3 separate regions of the Mus musculus genome follow, and regions 1 and 2 are each linked to region 3. A link is a contact called in public HiCAR-type and HiChIP or PLAC-seq data. All regions are on one chromosome and are shown on one strand. Each heading gives the region's core, a stretch centred on a gene start, on an enhancer-like site or on the middle of the called end of the contact. The rest is flanking DNA. Distances are from core to core; before and after follow the strand shown.

Evidence for each region. HiCAR-type assays count read pairs that join an accessible place to other places. HiChIP or PLAC-seq counts read pairs in DNA pulled down with a chosen protein or histone mark.
Region 1: a contact with region 3 is called in a HiCAR-type map of astrocytes, with 4 times the contacts expected there. The contact joins the enhancer-like site here to the promoter of Astn2 in region 3. A contact is called at or near these places in 8 of 39 promoter capture datasets (the 3T3-L1 cell line, cranial neural crest, embryonic stem cells and 3 more), 3 of 484 Hi-C or Micro-C datasets (the HPC-7 cell line and cerebral cortex) and 10 of 115 datasets of contacts at active chromatin or transcription factors (SST interneurons, astrocytes, embryonic forebrain and 6 more).
Region 2: a contact with region 3 is called in an H3K27ac HiChIP or PLAC-seq map of oligodendrocyte precursor cells, with 11 times the contacts expected there. The contact joins the enhancer-like site here to the promoter of Astn2 in region 3. A contact is called at or near these places in 3 of 39 promoter capture datasets (cranial neural crest, hippocampal neurons and maxillary cranial neural crest), 7 of 484 Hi-C or Micro-C datasets (cerebellar granule neurons, cerebellum, cerebral cortex and 2 more), 7 of 115 datasets of contacts at active chromatin or transcription factors (SST interneurons, embryonic forebrain, embryonic hindbrain and 4 more) and 1 of 9 other capture datasets (embryonic stem cells).

What each region holds. Positions count from the first base shown.
Region 1 is chr4:65,838,430-65,841,129 of GRCm38.p6, reverse strand. The region is part of intron 10 of Astn2 (astrotactin 2); the gene reads left to right. Among named protein-coding and RNA genes, the nearest start is that of Gm31533, 210 kb to the right of the region's middle. Within about 2 kb of position 1,424, at least 27 of the 459 cell types and tissues checked have an H3K27ac peak or open chromatin away from gene starts, as enhancers often do. A contact at or near this core is called in SST interneurons, astrocytes, cerebral cortex and 3 more, where this site is marked.
Region 2 is chr4:65,887,275-65,890,000 of GRCm38.p6, reverse strand. The region is part of intron 10 of Astn2 (astrotactin 2); the gene reads left to right. Among named protein-coding and RNA genes, the nearest start is that of Gm31533, 260 kb to the right of the region's middle. Within about 2 kb of position 1,375, at least 30 of the 459 cell types and tissues checked have an H3K27ac peak or open chromatin away from gene starts, as enhancers often do. A contact at or near this core is called in SST interneurons, cerebellum, cerebral cortex and 2 more, where this site is marked.
Region 3 is chr4:66,402,816-66,405,826 of GRCm38.p6, reverse strand. Astn2 (astrotactin 2) reads left to right here and starts at 1,344. Exons shown (of 23, transcript NM_207109.2): 1 at 1,344-1,944. The coding sequence starts at 1,467.

The sequences.
Region 1 (2,700 bases), core at 175-2,674, 560 kb after region 3:
TGAACCTGTTTGTCCCAGAATAGCCAGAGATGCTTTCTGCAGTGTTCTTTGCCCAGATTCACATAAAGTAATGTTTTCTTACAAATTTCTCCTGCCTTTTTAATTTTTCCCACAACACTGAACAAAATGTTTTCCGATCCCTTTCTGGGCCGAGATGCAGGATTTATTTCTTAGGTATAACTGGTTTGCACATGTTTCCTTTTCCTGACTCTTATTGCACGTGCTATGTAGCAGCCCCCAGAGGGCCTGGGCATATTCCATTGTCCTTGGAACTCTCAAGGAGAAAGACAGGGTTTGTAGTCATTCCTGATATTCTGCAGCTCCAAGATAGATCTTGGTACACACACACACACACACACACACACACACACAGAGAGAGAGAGAGAGAGAGAGAGAGAGAGAGAGACAGACAGAGAGAGAGAGACAGACAGAGAGACAGAGAGACAGAGAGACAGAGACAGAGACAGAGACAGAGACAGAGACAGACAGACAGGCAGACAGACGGACAGATGGACAGATGGACAGATGGACAGACAGACAGATAAACACATAGCCAGATAAACACAGCTATATAAACACACACAGACATACACTTATACACACACACACAAACACACACACACACACACACAAACACACACACATGACTCAACACAAGTCCCTCCTTAGAAGTTGACTGATATCTGAGGCTTTGGTGATCTATGGAAATCTGGCTATGGGAGGGAGAAATGGAATGGAAATGATGGCAGAAAGCTACAAAGAGTCAAGCTCATATTCAAAGTAGAGATCATTTCCCACTCTCCTTTTTAAAGATGTGGTCTTCCTAAGTTCTTACAACTAAAAAAAGAGCAGAAGGCTCACTTAGCTATTCCATCTTTTGTGGATGCTTTGAGTGTTGTGACTATAGGGAGGGACACCCCTAGGCCACCCAGCTGAAGGAATTCCTAGTGGGCTCATTTGAGCTTCACAGGTTCTGGTTGCTTTGAAGGTATATTTTGAGAGATAAAACACATTTATTGTTTTGTTACTTCTATGTATAGCTTTCGATAGTTAGTCACGTTGTAGGTAAGATAGGTTTCTGTTAGTTCTTTTGCCCTCAGCACCTGGAATGTTGGAGGAGGGCTGTCTGTTTGACAGGACTGAGCCAAATACGTGAGTGGGAGGCACAGAAGGGAGTATTCCTGGCCTTTCCTACCAGTGTTCAAACTCTCCATTCTGAATGCTACAGAGAAGCAGTTGCGTCTTTAAGAATAGAAAGACTACTGGTCGGGTATAGTGATTGCTGTCCTGTATTCAAGGCACGTTGCTTTCCTGGCAGATTCGTCGGGGCCTTTCTCTTTTTGTATCCTGTGCATGTCTTGGTAAAGTGCTAAGTGTTTTGTGCTGTTACAAATGCCCCTTTTGTATCACACCAACCCCTGCTGGTGGCTCCTAGCCGCTTACAATAGGTTGTACATTTATTTCCGCTAAGACATTTCAAAAGGAACACACGGTCTTCTGTACAGGAAAATCTGCCTCCCCCACCTCCTTTTCAGCCCTCCCAGAAGTGAAGCCCAGGATTAGCTCCCTAGGCTGTCTTTTTCAGTTTCCTGAAATAGCCAAGACTAGAAGAAGGGAGGTGGTGGGGGGATGAAGCCTCCAAGGCAAGGGCCAGAGATTATTTCAGACAACTGGTCATCACTCTCATTCTCTACAAAACATGGTACCCTGGAGAGCATTCAAAGGACTGAAAGGGGCATTCGCTGGATTTTATGATCACAAAGAGCCAAAACAAGGAGCTTGACTTTTTCACCAATTGCAGAGGAGCAATCACACACACACACACACACACACACACACACACATCTCAAGATTGAAACTACAGTGTCCATCTTGTGTTTATTCCTGTGAGCCTGTTTGTCTTTGAAAGTTTTAAAGAAACTGTTATGATTTAATTTGTTTGATCCCACAGGTCCATTTGATTGCTCGGTGCCTAGCTAGGGATGCTGTTGCAGGAAATTGTGCAAGCTTAGGGACATGAGGCTTAGCTGGTCTTCCAAGAAAGTAGGGAACAATAACAGCAGGTTATATTCCAGCACTGATTCCAGCCCAGTTTTTCTGCCTCCTATCTGCTGAGGTGTGAGTAGCAACATCATCTGTTACGAACAGGATCTGTTCTCACTGGCATGCACTCCTTGCCTTGATGAACTGTATCAGCCCTGACTGTGCTGTGCCAGGGGCGTAGTGGAAAAGACTTATGTCTTTGCACAATGTCAGAGTATACCGAGTCACAATAAACTCACCAAATAAGGAGGCTTCAAAGGCATCTGTTTGCCTGATCATTACACTTTTCCTGGTAATCTGGACTAGGCAAATGTGGGTTCTTTTATTCCAGTCTTAATTACCAATACTAACTGTCATGGTCACAATGAACAGAACATATATCTACATCTGTGTGTGTGTGTGTGTGTGTGTGTGTGTGTGTGTGTGTGTGTGCATGTGCACACGTTATAAAAGTAGATCCAAAGGGTCAGAGAGGCTGCAGCAGAGTTCAAAGGTTTCAGAAGGGGGCTGATAGAAATGTAAATAGTGTATTGATAAAACAAGGGACCCAAATCGCAGAGTCAGATCACTGTGGACTTAAAGCTGAGAGCAAGTACGCCAAATTGAATTCAGCTTGAAGGTAAGCTGGTTGGACCAGGTTCAGAGCCAAAACAAGGA
Region 2 (2,726 bases), core at 126-2,625, 520 kb after region 3:
AATTTGTCATGATAGTAAATATTAAGAATTAGTGCTTCTAAATAGCAAAGTAGCTGAGAGACTGAATTTTAGAATCAGGCCATTGAAACTACTGGTTACTAACATTATTCTAGGGGTTGCTTATGTCCATTTCTAGCCTTACACATCTAAACCATAACTCCAGTGCCTATATCAGTATATTAAGGACCGGAATGAAGGTAACACAATTCAAAGTCCTGGCCTTTAATAATCTTTGAATAAGAGTTAGACATTTTTGTGATTATTCTTTTTAGTTTACAAATGGGAACCCAAATTGTGCCTGGGAAGAAATATGGCATCCAGATTCACATGAGCACAGGATTTCTGTCTTTAATCTGACTTTAATGCCTATTTCCTTCCCTTGGTTTTAATGGGCAGATAATTAATGCACCCAATTGTGCTAATACTCTGAGAGTCTTTCACTAAGCAAATTGATCTTGGGCAAGTATTTTTCTCTGACCTCTTTTACCCTACTCATAAATGAAAATAACTAACATAATCAGGTTGTTATTTTACTGATCTTATGAAAGGTCAGGCAGAAGTGATGATCTAGTTCAGAGCCTGGTATAATGGTCAATACAGGACACCAAAATTTGGAGAAGTAAAAAATAAGAAAGGAAATCCATAATGTCATCTTGTGCTGCTCTGGCTCACGCTGCCTCCCTCGGGAACAGACACAGTTTAAACAACAACCGAATCCCCCCGGCTTATCAGGAAATCAGCATGGTTGGAGGCTTTAATGGTTTGCTCCTTTATCCAAAATAATCTCAAATAGAAGAAGCAAAGGGTTGGGAGTCAAGATTTTGTTGCTATCCCAAACTTTGCTTTTAGCTTTGATAACTTCACATAAGCTTATCCCTCAGTTTGGTCATCAGTAAACTGTGCTAATTCACCCTTCATTCGGTTGTGAAAATCAATGAGCTGATTCATGGCTACCACACAATCTCTGTTACATGAAAGATGCTACTATTTGCTTTTGGTAGATGGAGACTTAAATACATCAGAGTGCGGATGATCACTGGACTTGGAGATAGAAAGGTGGTCTGGTAGAAAATGAGACTGTCTTCTATATGGTGTCTTTTTAGAATGGAGAAGCTGAGGCACAAGGATGACATCATATTGGCCCAAGTCCACACCATAGGGAAGTGGAACCAGCTACCTGGGTCCCCATAAGGGGGACCTTAGTATTTTATTAAGCTGTACATCCACAGCTTGGCTGTTCACAAATATGCCTTGTTTCCATAGTCACCAGTGGCTGAGCAGGAATTGGGCTTTTCATCAGAGAATGTAATCAAGGCAGCCTTGAGCCTTAGAGAGGCAGCTCCAAAGGCTGTTTGTTGTTCAGCAGGCTGAGACAGAGGCTTGAGGCCAACATTAGCAGCCCTGGGCTCCTGACAGCAGGTGTGGATGATGAATGGGCAGCTTAACGTGATGGAGCAAATTGATCATTGCATCACCGACCACAACTTATTCATTTCTGCAAGGAGGGCAATTCATTACCCTGCATGTCACGATGCCCATGTCAGTGCCAGAGATAAAAGCCCGAGGCCTCACAGCCTGTGCCTCTCATCACATCTCCCTTCTTCTTAATAGGAAAGAGAGGATGCTGCAATAGAGTGCCAGATGCTGGAGGCTGCTCCAGGGTCCTCAGTCTTGCCAGTTCCTGGAGGCAGTTTCTTTGCTAAGAAATCAACAGAGACAATCCCCCAGGGCTTTAAAGCTAATCAACAACAACAAATAAGTTGCATCTTTCAGGCTAGTTTTATACACTCAAGGGCAAAGAAGTTGAAAAGAGTTTCAAGGCTTCATGTAAGCACAATAAGAATGAAATCAAGAATTGATTAGTTGAGTCTATATTGGTTTACACTAAGTATGCTTATACTTATATTACAATCTAAAAGTAAACTGTTTTACACAGCTCCCTAGTCCTATTAGGTGTATGCTAGCATAAAAGTGGGGCAAAAACTTTAGTATGTACTTGTAGGCAATTGATGCAAAATTTATTATTAGTAATATTATCATCATTATTATTGTTGTTGCCAGTAATGGTTGCTATCGACTGTAGTCAAACACTGTGTGTTTACCTAGATACATTTGGAACATTGTAGTAATAGTAAAATTACTTGAGTTTGCATCTATTTCCTCCTACAGGAAAGAGAGGCTGTCTTTATTCTGGATCACTTTCTTGAGTGAAAAAGAGAGAAGTAAGCTGACTATTAATTTGCTGTCAGTTTCACCTTCCTGAATCCCTTCCACTCCAGCTGAGGTACATCCCATAACTTCTGCCACCAAATAAACAACTGAGCCTCACTGCCACTACCCCTCTCTCAGGAATGTCCATATTATGGTCCTTTTACAACCCACAGCCAATTGCTTTGCCTGAACCCTGATCTCCTGCAAGCCAGAGTGTAGAAAGGTCTTAATCTATTGATTATGTTCTTGCTTTCTCTCTCCTTTGTCTTTATAATAGAAAGCAGACCCCTTTCCTAGCCATGTAAAACTGACTGCATGTAGTTTAAGTGTGAGTGGTAAGTATTGCAATTCCCATCAATGTGATTCAGTTGGTCTCTCCCACTGCAATATCCAGAGCAACAGAAGTCTGTGCTCATCACTCACTCTGTTATCTCCATTTATGTCTCTATTGGTTACATTGTTTCCACATCCTCCATAATATATGGGGCCTGAACACTGGGTTCTCTGGAGACCCA
Region 3 (3,011 bases), core at 95-2,594:
AATGAAAGAGTAGTGTGAAAGGGAAGAGGCAGAAAGGAAAAGTTAGGGGGAAAACAAAACAAAACAGCCAATGGTAAGACTACAGTAAGGAACAGACAGCCAAGCTCCACAGAGGAGGGAAATGGCTCATAAATTATAGTGAGGAAGCTTTTGTAAGATTAAAGTCAACGCAGGGAAGAAGGAAATGAGTGCAGAGATGAAAGACAGAGCAAAAGAGGTAAGAAGATGAAGAAAAGTTTTACTAGGCAAAGGAGAGTGTGCAGGTCCATTCTCACAGAGGTGATGTTTCCCTTTCAGTATAGGTCTGATGTATCTAGGTTAGAAACTGGAATCAGCCCAAGGCCACAGGGTATTCTAAGACCCAGATTTAAGGTTAAACTTGAATCTCCAGGGAAATATGTGTGTGTGTGTGTGTGTGTGTGTGTGTGTGTGTGTGTGTGTGTGTGTGCCATGAGCAGAGTTGATGAGTGAACAGCCCTCTCCTGTGGGAACTGGGAAACGACCCAAAGCCTAGGATGCCAGGAAAGGTCCCTTCCTAGTGCCCTTTTCAGGAATTTCTTACTGAGATTGGAAGCTGCCAAGTAAAGCTGCTCCAAACTTGGAGCAGGGAGGCAGAGTAAAAGTGCCTGAGTGGGCTGCCTGGCAGGGCCAGCATGGAGGCAGCTAAGGGCCAGAACAGCCCAGCTGGAGTCAACTGGTGGGGAACATATTAGAGGTCAAAGTCCCAAGCTTATGTGTGCACTAGCCTTCAAGGCTGCAACCCAGACCTGGATGGAGAAATGACGTGTGGTCCTCCTGGTAGTGAGATTTCAGACAAGTGGTTGGGGAGGATTTCCTGATGCCTCTGGGAACTTATTTCAGAAGATAGAACAGGGTAGAAGATTGAAGAGACTGATTCTTGAGATTGATGTGGGGAGGAGAAAGTTGTCTTGGCTGTCCAGAGGAGCACTCAACTCCCAGGAAGGCCTGGCCTTGGTCAAGGCTTGGCGACAGTGCTTTCCCGGGTGTACTGCAGCTTGAGCCAAGGGTGGGATGAAGCTAAGGTAGTTGATTTGACTTAAGAGAGATTGGAGGAGACGCAAGAGGGGCCCCTAAGTGTAAAGAATTTTAGAGAGAGATGTTGGAGCTGAAGAACCCTGTGCAGGAGGCTTTAGGGGAAACCTAAGAAAGGGGAGGGAGCTACTGGGACCTGTACGAAGCCGGGCGGAGCCTCCGAAAAGCTCAGGGTCCGCCAGGGGAGCGGGCGAAGGGGGGGCCGGCGGCGGGGCGCGGGGAGGCGGCGCGGGGGGGCGGTCCAGGGCTGATCGGGAGGCGGAGCCCCGAGCTGGGGGCTGCTGGCTAGTGGCTCTCTAGGCTCCTTAGCTCGGGCGTCCTGGTTCGCTTCAGTGTCCGCTGTCTCCACCGCTGCTTCTTCTTCCTTCTTCTTCACGGTCGCCACCGCCCGCAGCACCGCAGCCCCTCCTGCCATGGCCGCCGCCGGCGCCCGGCGCAGCCCGGGCCGCGGCTTGGGGCTTCGGGGGCGGCCGAGGCTCGGCTTCCACCCGGGGCCGCCGCCGCCACCGCCGCCGCCGCTGCTGTTGCTGTTTCTGCTCCTGCTGCCGCCGCCGCCGTTGCTGGCCGGCGCCACGGCCGCCGCCGCCTCGCGGGAGCCCGACAGCCCATGCCGGCTCAAGACCGTCACCGTATCCACGCTGCCCGCTCTGCGGGAAAGCGACATCGGCTGGAGCGGTGCCCGCACCGGGGCCGCGGCCGGGGCTGGGGCCGGGACCGGAGCCGGGGCCGGAGCTGCTGCTGCTGCCGCCTCCGCCGCGTCCCCGGGCTCCGCGGGTTCAGCCGGCACAGCCGCGGAGTCTCGTCTCCTTCTCTTTGTGCGTAATGAGCTCCCCGGGCGCATCGCGGTACAAGATGACCTGGACAACACTGAGCTGCCCTTCTTCACCCTGGGTAAGGGTAGGCGCCGCACACGCGGAGTCCCAAGAAACCCAGAACCCCTAAGTGATACCGGACGGGTGGGGGCGCCCTGGGAATCCCCGCTCCAGGCTGCCCCATCAGGGTTGGCAAAGGGCAGCCCAGGGGCCCGGAGGGCGCACAGGTGGTTGTAAAGAAGTGTGGGGCAGGAGGTCCTGGAGCGCGCGCTCTGGGAGCCCGGGGGCGTGCCAAGGATCCCGCAGCGGGGACCTGGCTCTCAGTTTTGCAATCAATTCTCTGAGCTCCGCCCCTTGCATCTAGGACGCAGAAGACCCCAAGTCTCTCGGTGTGCTCTGACCAGGTACTGGGCAAGGAAGACCCTTGCTCTGAAGCCAGTTCATGGTCATGCTGCGCACTGCTCTTCTGGACAGCTCCAGTTGTCTGCCCCCTCTGTCTAGTCTCGAGTTGTGGATCCTCCCCTTCAAGACCGGTTTTCTTAGGATCAATTCAGACTAGCTACGTGAACAAGGAAAGACCCAGTCCTCAAAAGCTTTCCCTTCTCATGGTCTTGGTGACCTTGGCTAAGTCTCTTACCCTCTGAGCTTCGGTTTTTGGCTTTCCTTAAATTGGGGCTGGAATCGATTGAGTCGATATTTGAGGACTGAGGTTCTGAGCCCAAGATCTCTACTTTTAGATTCTCCCTCCGTCCCCGCTATCCCTATCACCTTCTCTTTTCTCCATTACTCCTAGTCGTGCGTAGGCTTGTCATTGCTGTTCACTTACTGGGCTAAGAAAAAGGACCGAAGAGGAAACTGATGGGGGTAGGGGGCTCAAATAGTAAAGTTAATCAGAAAGTTCGCCAGCAGCTTGCCGCCTGCTGATTCCCAGCGCGAATTCCGGAGGAGTCGGCCCTTCCGTGGAGCTGTGGGAAGCGCGGCTGATTTCCCACCCGGGTAATTGATAGCTTAATTATCTCAGAGAGCGTTTACAAAAATGTTGTTCCCCTTAGCTCTCCCGCGCTCGCTGTTCGCTCGCTCTCCCCTCCCCTCTTGGGGGCGCGGGGCCGGATTGGTTGTCGGAGTCAGGCCAACAACAGTGCGGGA